Linked DNA regions of Zea mays: region 1 is linked to region 2. Evidence: chromatin contacts called from public Hi-C data. All regions are on one chromosome and are shown on one strand. Each heading gives the region's core, a stretch centred on a gene start, on an enhancer-like site or on the middle of the called end of the contact. The rest is flanking DNA. Distances are from core to core; before and after follow the strand shown.

Region 1 (5,216 bases), core at 1,084-3,583, 210 kb after region 2:
TCTCTCCCGCACTCCATATTCATTATTACTTGTTTCTAATCCTAACCCCGGGTGAAGTTCGTGTTCAAAGTTTATAATTTATAGTTTTCGCCTATTCACCCCTCTAGGCGACTTTCAATTGGTATCAAAGCTTGGTACTTCATTAGAGTCTAACAACTCGAAGTGATGTCGGGAGAACACGCCAAAAAGGAGTTGATCATCAGGGAAAATCCCAGATCTTTGGGGAAGAAGAATGAAGGCAAGACTATGTCAAAGGAGGCCAGTGACAAACACAAGGAGGACAAGGAAGAATCTGCCAGCTCCATCAAATCACACAAGAAGGGTGACAAGAAGAAAAAGAAGATGAAGAAGGTGGTCTACTATGAGACCGACTCATCCACGCCCTCAAATTCCGACGTCGAGTCGACATCTTCAAAGCACCAAGAGCTTAAGAAGTATAGTAAGATTGTCACACCCTGATTTTAAGGGTCCAAAACCCGGGCGTGAAATAATCATCAAGTGTGCTAGGATCAAGTCTCACACATATGATGACTCATGGTACAGAAACGAATGTCACATCATTAATATATAACAGATTTCTGTAAAAAATAGTTAAATAATTACATCATATGAAGACAACGATCCAACAACCAAAGTTTACTAGGAGACGACAGCCTAGACCACTCACGAACTCATCACAACATCCATCATGTGCCTTATCCTGGTGTACCTGTTCTTGACCTGGGGGGATGTGAGTACAACAAGGGTGAACTCACATACGTTCATCGCTCAACAAGTTGTGGGGAATAATGTGCATGAACTCACCAAAGGTGCGAGCTCATGTGAAGTGTAAGGCTTACCAAAGAAGATGGTTAAAGCTGAGCATTGCTTTTAAAGTTGGGAAAGTTGGTCAAAATTTTATTATCAGTTACTAGGTATAAATAGATACCAACCCAATTAAATAAGAGATCAAGATTAATAACAACAACCACAATGCAATGCAAATGACAAATTGAGTTTAACTTCATAAGTTAATCATGTGATTGTTCGAGCCGCTCATGACCGTGAACACGGCTGATATACCAGTTTTACACTCTGCAGAGGTTGCACATCTTTACCCACAAGTCGTGTTACCCATTTGTCACGGGGTTGTATAGACCCCATACACCTCTACCAAGGAAGCGAGGCAGGGTAGCACTATGAGGCCTTTCCAAAGTTCCACTAGTTCGAGAAAACCCGCTACGGATTTAGGAAGAAGGAAGCATAGGAATCTGTCGTCCGAAAAGCTTACAGATAGTTCGACCCGAGGACCTCCCTATACTCTACAACGGCGCCTCCCCGCTTGCCCCTAACCGAGTAAGGTAATCTCTCCCTAGCTTTCCTAATTACTTGGCCAAGGGCGTACCATTCCACCCTTATGGTAGCACTGTTGTCCCGGGTGGTTCTCCATGTTCCAGTTAACAATATGATCTTATCATGAACAATAATTAAACAGCAACATAATTGGAACATGATCATAATAAAACATTAGTTTCCCAAGACCAGGTAGAGCAATAGCAAATCTACCCAATAATTCATCTATTTGCAAGGTGGGGATAAACAATACTATGGAAACCTATTAGGTCCCGTCGAATTAACCTGAGCATGTCACAATGATTAACAACGAACATTATTAGGTAAAAGGAGTGATCAAGGGCACAACTTGCATTAGACTTGAGATCTCAGGTACTAGGATGATCTTTCGATTCTCGTGGCCTCGCTGCTATTCGTAGCAATTCAAACCAACATGGTATAGGAAAAATTAACATCACACCAAACATAAGCACAAACTGCATATTAATATTCGCATCGTAACGAGATTCTCGAGAACCACTAAATTCGGAGTTACTGTGATTAAGTTATGATTTTCCGAAGATTTAAGTGTATATTATAAAACAAATGAGGTACAAGATTTTAACCACAGGTTTTATGGTAATACATGGTTACTAGATGATGAAGAATATTACTAGAGATTAATGCAATTGGAATGGGTCAAAAAGAGTCAAAATGAATTACTTATGAATTAAACAAATATCTGGAATTATTTCTATACTAAAAATTATTTTCTGTATTAATTCATCTCATTTATTCACTATATGGGCTGCGGGCACTAATCTGGAGTTTCCCAGGGTCTATTCTACAAAATTCAGGGCCACAGCGCAATGGTCTTATCAATATTCCGGACTGCAGGTTCATTTCAACAACCAACGACTGCGAATAGATATGTTCGTGTGCTAATCAGAGCCGCTCCATGTGAGATCGACGCCCACCGGCAGGAGTTCATCAGGACCGATCAACACCCAATCTATGGCCGCGATATAATGAGCGAATCGGTATGAGGCCCTTCTAATCTCAGCCCTACGCCAGACGATCAACGGCTAGGAGCTTATCTTCCTCCCCCAGCCAGAATGCGAACTGCACGCCGCCCAAACCCCTCACAACGGCGGACATGACAGGAGCCCCCCCGGGGTCGACCCTACGGCCCTACCTCGCCCTAACCTCTAGTTGAACGGCCCTACGTACAGCGAAGACGGCAACCAGAGAAGATACCCACCCCATGACGGCGTTCTACCCGGCTCACGACGGAAGGCGGATCTGCGATGGAGGAGAGCACCAACGACGAATTCCGGCCCGTACAGGCCGAGTTCTTGGCCGATGATGCCACGCCCGTATTCCTTGGTCGATGGCGAAGCTCCAGGTATAATTCCCAAGCTTCGTACGCCGACGCGTTTGAGCTTCTTGTGTGGCGGTCATGGCAACCCCCGGTTTTATAATGCTAGGGTAGAGCCCACGTGGGGCGTTCGGCTGGGTCAAATCCACATTCACCGTGCGGTCGTCGTGATCCTATTGCGCCAGCAATGATGGATTGGAAGGAGAGGTGCCAAACAAACCCCAACCGAGACTCGCGCAGCGGCATTCTCGCGCGCCGGTACACCTAAGGAAGAAACTGTTGACCACCGGGGTCCGCGTGACAGCCAGACGGCACCGCGCGCAAAGTGACCGACGTCTGGGCCCCACAAGGCAGTGTCGGGCGCGCCACGGCTGGGAAGTGGCCGTGTTTGGGCCCGCAGGCGCGCACGCTAGCCAACGGTTGGTGGGCTGAAAGTTGGAGAAGCGGCCCAAGTGGCTTCCTTTTCTTTTTCTTTTTCTTTTTCTTTTCCCCTTTCTATTCTCTATTTTCTATCTCAATTTCGAATTTAAATTTGATTCTGGTTTTGAATTTTCAAATTTAAGTAAAATACTCATTCAAAAACCCCAATGATGCAAGAGGTATATTTATATTAATTACTTTACTCATTTTCTTACACACTTGTTGTAACTATGCAAAACACACATATTATTTGTTAGTAAAACATTATTTTGAATGTGTAGTTATATTACAAGTATATTCACAAGTTCATATCCATTTGTTTTGATAGAAAACATTTTCCAATGCCCAATTTTTATTAGTATATGATTTAGCAAATATTATTCTATTATGTTTATTTACTCTAGAAAGGGTGAATTCTAAAGTTCAATTATTCATCAAGGGTACTTATTTTGATTGTTTTTTTTTCTCCAACGGATTTCCTTAAGTCACAAGTTAAGTTTTTGGGTATTACAAAGATCCCCCTTCGTATCCTCGTATTTCTAAACGTGCTCCTTTACTTTCTGTTTCCTCAGGTAAACCACCATACATTGATGGTGAAGATTATTTTATGTGGAGTGATTAAATGAGGCACCATCTGTTGAGGGTCTTATCTCTGCCGATGGTCCTCAAGACAAAGACATCATCGGAAAAGTGATTTTGAGGACTCTCTCTCTCTCTACCGAAGGTCCTCGAGACGAATATCTTGTCTGGAAGCAACGACGGCGATTACCGAAGCTACCACCGAAGAACGACAACTTTGGCTTAGCCCAAGCCGAGGAGGAAAAGGCTAGCTACTCCCTAGTGATTTATGTTACAATTACGAACAAATGTTAAGGTTATAAATGTACTTTTACCCAGGTTGCGTCACGTGCCTATAAATAGGTGAACAGTAGCCTCGTACTGTTCACGCTGAATTGTAATAGCTCTCGCATCTACACCTTCGAACAAGATGAAGGTATTAATGTAATATAAATTTGGTTAATGTTCAGATGCGTATTATGAAATACATATGCGTTAGAACCAATAGATTATATTCATTATTTTTATATAGATATTTATCTTCATAAATCATTAAGGCATGTCCTTCATGACCTTTGTATGAAGACTATTATATCCGAAAGGAGATAATACTTCGGAGGACGAAGGTCTTTAATCCTTAACAATTGTGTTGCCTTGTTCTTGATTCATAGCATTTGAGAACATGTAACCAACACCATCTAACCTCACTCCATGAAAGCATTTGGGATATTGTTGAGTTTGGAGTGCAGGCACCACAAGTGGGCGATGAGGACTATGACTTCGATGAGGCCACCCAAGTGAGGCACTTCAACTCCCAAGCCACCTCCATACTCCTCACTTCCTTGTGTAGAGAAGAGTACAACAAGGTGCAAGGGTTGAAAAGTGCCAAAGAAATTTGGGACGTCCTCAAGACGGCACACGAAGGGGATGAAGTAACCAAAATCACCAAGCGGAAAACAATCGAGAGAGAACTCGGTCGGTTCATCCTCAACAAAGGAGAATAGCCACAAACCATGTACAACCGACTCAAGACAATGGTAAACCAAGTCCACAACCTCGAGAGCACCAAGTGGGATGACCATGAAATGGTCAAGGTTACTATAAGATCTCTGGTTTTTCGTAACCCCAATAAAGTGCAATTAATTCGTGAGAATCCTAGATATAAGCAAATGTCTCTCGAGGAGGTGATTGGCAAGTTTGTGAGCTTTGAACTTATGGTCAAAGACTCCAAACACATTGTCAACTTGGAGCAAGGAGCCACCTCCACATCCGAGGTGCAACCCATTGCATTCAAGGCAACAAAAGAAAAGAAGGAAGAGCCTACACCAACCAATAGGCTCCCAATTGATGCCTCTAAGCTTGACAATGAGGAGATGGCTCTTATTAATAAGAGCTTATGGCAAATCCTCAAGAAAAGTAAAGGGAAGGAGTACAAACCTCGCTCCAAGAGGGTTTGCTACCGGTGTGGTAAGTTTGGTCACTATATTGCTAAATGTCCATATGCAAGTGATAGTGACAGGGACGACGACAAGAAAGGGAGGAAGAAGAT
Region 2 (6,069 bases), core at 1,286-3,785:
TAGTTTCAATCGTTAGTAGATTTAGTTCGTTTATTTGAATTTCTTCGGAAAATTCAAATTTGAACTGCAGGTCACTCGAAACTTGGACAACCGTACATGCAAAAATGATATTCATGTTACTTAGCATAAGTTACGACCGATTGCAGGTGCAGACCGGAAACTTCGAACAACATGCTCACTAAACATGGCCGTGAACTTGGCATCCACATGTTTAAAAATTGTATAAAACCCAAACAAAGTCAGAAAATCATGAAACTTGCCCACGTGTCATGATATCATATGTACAGGCTGTGATAAAAATTTTAGAATGTTTGGAGAAAGTTGTGAGACACTATGTATAGAAACCTAGAGGACTACACATGAAATCAAAGAGTTTCAATGTGGATCTCTTATGTTTCTACACATAGTGTCTCACAACTTTCTCCAAACATTCTAAAATTTTTATCACAGCCTGTACATATGATATCATGACATGTGGACAAGTTTCATGATTTTCTGACTTTGTTTGGGTTTTATACAATTTTTAAACATGTGGATGCCAAGTTCACGGCCATGTTTAGTGAGCATGTTGCTCGAAGTTTCCGGTCCGCACCTGCAATCGGTCGTAACTTATGCTAAGTAACATGAATATCATTTTTGCATGTACGGTTGTCCAAGTTTCGAGTGACCTGCAGTTCAAATTTGAATTTTCCGAAGAAATTCAAATAAACGAACTAAATCTACTAACAATTGAAACTATGTTATAATTGTCCACAAATGATACATGTAGGTCTACATAGTGTAGGAACATACCACAAAAAGTTTGGGAGACAAAATCAAAAAAATAAAAATATACTTTGCCGAGTGTCTAAAGATGACACTCGGCAAAGGCAGCTTTGCCGAGTGCTAGCTGTTAGACACTCGGCAAAGAAGCCTCTTTGCCGAGTGCCAGACTTTGGCTCTCGGCAAAGACTGACGGCCGTCAGCTTTGGGACGGCCGTTGACGGCCCTTTGCCGAGAGCCCTCTTTGCCGAGCGTTGGACACTCGGCAAACTTGTCGTTGCCGAGTGTCGTACTGTGCCGAGTGTTCAGCACTCGGTAAAGGGGCTCTGTGCCGAGAGCCTAACTTTACCGAGTGCGGCACTCGGCAAAGCCGTCTTTGCCGAGTGCCCGACAAAATGCACTCGGCAAAGAATGCAACACTCGGCAAAGCCTCGGATTCCGGTAGTGTATGCTTTTATCTTTATGAACTTGTGAATATTTAAATATTATTACAAACTTTATGACTTGTGTGAATTTTTAAGTCAACTGAGGTTACATGTTACGATTTTTACCGGTGTATTTTATATCCCGACCGTAACCGATGTGTTTTTTGTATCGAACTTTCGTTTTCGATGTTTCTGAATTACCGCTGTCGTTTCCGTTTCCTGAGTTATCGTTTTCGATTTTATTTCCGAAAGAAAAATATGAAAATGGAAATGATTTTAGTGTTTACCGACCGTTTTCACCCCTTAGTAATGTCATCAATCCTACAAAAGAAATGTTATGGAAAATATGTGGACTGAATGCTTAGATAGAGATTCATATTGGAATTGTCTACAAGAAAGAAGACATAACAAGGAATTGACAAAGACGATGTCATTCATTAGCGTATATGGCATAATTTATTTAATCTAAACTCTAACTACTACGACTAGACTAGATGAAGAAGAGTCTCACTCCTCAACATCGGCGAGGCAGCCACAGAAAAGAGGAGATGGGCATACCGAATACGCCATACCATGCATATATGTTGGTGTGCTAGAGAGGGCTGATATCAAATTGTGAGTTATGATCCTCTAATGAGTTTATTGCGGCACATTAAAAGTGAGTTTTATTTATTTATTAGGAATTTAAATTGGTGCTGAAACCTGAATTGGAACCAGCGTTTAATTTCTCGCTCCGAAATCACCGAAACTAGGTCATTTTTTTTGTTTTCGCTACTAAGCGAAAAAGGAATTTTGGACCGGTTTAAACTAGATTCCGATTCAAAGTATAAAATTACAAGAGTCAAATTTTGGTTAACAAAACGAAATTCGGTTTACCCTAAACGAAATTGTGAACACTGATTGGAACAGATGAAAGTTGAGCAATAATACTAGCACCCAAGCCAAAGCGAAACTCCAAAACTGCGGAGGGCGTGTGAGCCTAGCAATTTCGCTGTTTGTCGATCTTCCTGCAGCTCTCCTCATTGTCCAAATTTTAAGCAAAGCACACACACACCCACATCACCATCACCATCATGTCCTCTCTCTCCTGCACCCTCCTCCCGCCTCGCTGCTCTCTCTCTCGTCTTCCTTCATCGTTCCTCACCTCACTCCATACAACGCTCGAACACATCATCATCATCAAATATATATACACACACTCAGGTCCATTTCCTCGTTATCTTCTCGACACCTACACACCGCTCTGCTTTCAGCCAGATCGATCGCCACATGCACATTCCCTAGCGGCACTAGCTATATCTCTGCAGCTAGCTAGCTATCTAGCTGGGTAATAACTAACGTGTACGTCGTACCCAGCTATAGGACGGCAATGAGGAAACCGGAGTGCCCAGCGGCGAACAGCAGCAATGCGGGGGCGGCGGCCGCGAAGCTGCGGAAGGGGCTGTGGTCGCCGGAGGAGGACGAGAGGCTGGTGGCGTACATGCTGCGGAGTGGACAGGGTTCTTGGAGCGATGTGGCCCGGAACGCCGGGTTGCAGCGGTGCGGCAAGAGCTGCCGCCTCCGGTGGATCAACTACCTCCGGCCGGACCTCAAGCGCGGCGCCTTCTCGCCGCAGGAGGAGGAGCTCATCGTCAGCCTCCACGCCATCCTGGGAAACAGGTAGCTATACGCGAGCATACACGTACCTGCAGTATATATATGGAGAGTTTTAATTTATGGGTGTTGATGATTATCTCGCTTCGCAAGCACACTTTTATTATTTCGCAGTCAATTTTTAAAACTTATTTTGTTCTTTGTTGATCAAAAAACTTATTTGCTATTTTGAATTGGCTAGCCTAGAGATCTCCTACATATGTAGTTGCATTGTTCACATTCAGATTTCCTACATAGATGAAGTTTTCACTCGCCCTCAGAAAATTGGCACGCGCCTGTGAAGTAGAAAATTTTCAACGAGTGACGAGATAGCTTTATAAGTATAATTATTGCATGTCACTATAATGTGTCTGGCCAAAATACGGGCCTCTATCATCCTTACAATGAGTGACACATACGTTAACGTTGTGACTCACGTAGGAAGATCAATTAGTTGCAATTCACTGTGATCGCTAGGTTTTATGTTTTTCTTAATGTCAAAGATTTTTTTTAAAGACAAAAATCCAGGGAAATTCCCCCAAGCAGAGGTAAAAGGGATAAAAGAATATAATATAATATACCGAAACAAAAATTACTAACGACTATAAGGTGCAATGTTTAGCTAGGTTATAGGAGCGAGGAACTATTTATTTGGTTTCTGTTCTAGGTGTTGATAAATGCATGTTTTTACGTAGGTAGATCCCATACTTAACATCATTATATTAGCATGAATATTTACCTAAAAGCTAGCTAGTAATTAATATATCGGTGACCTAACTAATATATGTCAATAGTGCATATATGTGTACATGTACGTAGTACATCATTTTTCAATAATAATATTCCATATATATGTGCATGATTTATTTTTTGGGTGGTGTTTGATGTTATTTCCCATGAAATGAATAAATTTCGTCCATGAGGCTGATAAAACCTAGATAGAGGCTAAAAGTCGCTCAAAAGGACACCGATCGAGCTCGAGCGATACTGCCCGTTAATTCCTTTACTGAGCATCATGCATGCATTTTTCGGTTATATGCATATCAAAACATATAGCTAGCTGCGTGATGTTGACGCGCAATTTATGTATGTATGTAAAAAATGGACGTACGTACGTACGCATGACACTTTCTCTCTGACAGAAAGATCCTGGATCGATCGTTTGCTTACTGTGAAATCAACCCTCACTTGCGACATTATATTCCAGGTGGTCTCAGATTGCTGCCCGGTTGCCGGGGCGCACCGACAACGAGATCAAGAACTTCTGGAACTCCACCATCAAGAAGCGGCTCAAGAACAGCTCGGCAGCTTCGTCACCAGCAGCTACGGACTGCGCGTCGCCGGAGCCTAATAACAAGGTCGCCGCCGCCGGTAGCTGCCCGGATCTTTCCGTCCTAGATCATCAGGACGGTGGCCACCACCACGCAATGACGACGACGACTGCAGGTTTGTGGATGGTGGACTCATCCTCCTCTTGTACCTCGTCGACCTCGCCAATGCATCAGTTTCAGAGGCCGACGACGACGATGGCAGCGGCCGTGGCCAGCGGGAGCTATGGAGGTCTCGTCCCCTTCCCTGACCAGGTCCGTGGTGTTGTGGCCGACACGGGAGGGTTCTTTCATGGCCACGCGGCGCCAGCGTTCAAGCACCAAGTTGCCGCATTGCACGGTGGTGGTTATTACTACGGCAGCGCTCCTCGTCACCATGGAATGACGACGACGACGACGACGGTGGCATTGGAAGGAAGCGGTGGATGCTTCATATCTGGCGAAGGCATGCTTGGTGTGCCCCCTCTGCTGTTAGAGCCCATGTCAGCAGCGCTAGAGCAAGACCAAGGCCAGACCTTGATGGCATCAAGTGGTAACAACAACCCTAAAAACAACAGCAGCAGCAACACTACTGATACTACGACTACCACGACACTGAGCAACAATGAGAGCAACGTCACAGACACCACCACCAAGGACAACACCACCAACACCATCAGCCAAGTGAACAGTGGCAGCAATAATGTCTACTGGGAGGGGGCCCGCCAGCAGTACATGAGCAGGAATGTCATGCATGGGGAGTGGGACCTGGAGGAGCTGATGAAAGATGTGTCATCCTTGCCTTTTCTTGATTTCCAAGTTGAATGATTGGGAGGGCCGTGTTGCATCTCCAGCTGGCGATCAATGGAAGGAGTAGTACATATATACATGCATATATATACAACTATACATATATACTTATACGTCAAGATTAGTATTTTTGCATCCTTGACATTGCTATTGGATCCAATGTAAAAGATTTTTCTCTTCCCACAGCTACTTCACCTCACTTTTTGGTCCGATCCCACACATGTTTTGGGTTATTCATCCTCTTGTATACAAATTAAAGGCATTCATGCCATGCAAATAATTCAATCAAGTCCTGAGCTATACTATATAGAAGTCATATATCTCACATATTTTTTTAATCTCTCATATAAGCACATATATAAGATGCTTATATTGTACATGTAATCAAAGGGTTGCAGAATATACTTCAATCTCTCTCTGCACCAAATTAAAATTTGTTTTACATAATTAATATGGATTCATACAATATTTAATATATGTATTTTATATATGTGTCTAGATTTATCATCATCATCTGTTTCAATATAGACATAAAAATTAATAGCTAAAACAAATACTATTTGGGAACGGAGAGAGTATAAAATAATACCGTAGCTACACATATATATAATGTAGCATGCTTCAACTTTATCCATATTTTTTTCCTTAGTAGTAAAGCTATATCCCTTTTGGTTTGTGTTTGTTCCTTTGCTTTCCTTTCATGTACCAACTGCTTCCCTTGCACATGAAGTCACATTGATGAGCTTGTGAATATAGATCCTGGGGGCCGGCGGGAAAGGTGCAGCAGTACTGTGCCTGAGACCGCGAGAACATGATTATACATGACGCTGATGCATCCATCGAGCAGCATGTGCCCGCCTGCATGCAGTTGGAGGAACAGTCGCTGTCGGTACTGCTCAAGGTATTATATGTTGGATGCAATGCAATCAGAGGCAGAGGTCGTTACTACACAGGTGCAAATTACAGCACACAAGAATGGTGACAGAGAGTGGATGTGCTTCTTTGCAATGACAAATCAATAAATCCCCCCTACCATCTACAATACACACTATCGGAAATAACTGTTTTGCCAAGTATCTGAAGCACTCGACAAAGCCTGGAAAACACTTGGCGAAGACTTTGCCGAGTGTGAT

Evidence for each region. Hi-C and Micro-C count contacts between places; a contact is called where the count stands out from the background.
Region 1: a contact with region 2 is called in a Hi-C map of ear, with 1.6 times the contacts expected there. The contact joins the enhancer-like site here to the promoter of LOC100857076 in region 2. A contact is called at or near these places in 2 of 25 Hi-C or Micro-C datasets (ear and an unstated tissue).

Annotation. Positions count from the first base shown.
Region 1 is chr10:29,266,633-29,271,848 of Zm-B73-REFERENCE-NAM-5.0, forward strand. No RefSeq gene overlaps it. Among protein-coding and RNA genes, the nearest start is that of LOC100857076, 210 kb to the left of the region's middle. Within about 2 kb of position 2,334, at least 17 of the 20 cell types and tissues checked have an H3K27ac peak or open chromatin away from gene starts, as enhancers often do. A contact at or near this core is called in ear, where this site is marked.
Region 2 is chr10:29,056,885-29,062,953 of Zm-B73-REFERENCE-NAM-5.0, forward strand. It overlaps LOC100857076, which reads left to right and starts at 2,536. Exons shown (of 2, transcript NM_001254930.1): 1 at 2,536-2,846; 2 at 4,027-4,981. The coding sequence starts at 2,557. The coding sequence ends at 4,954.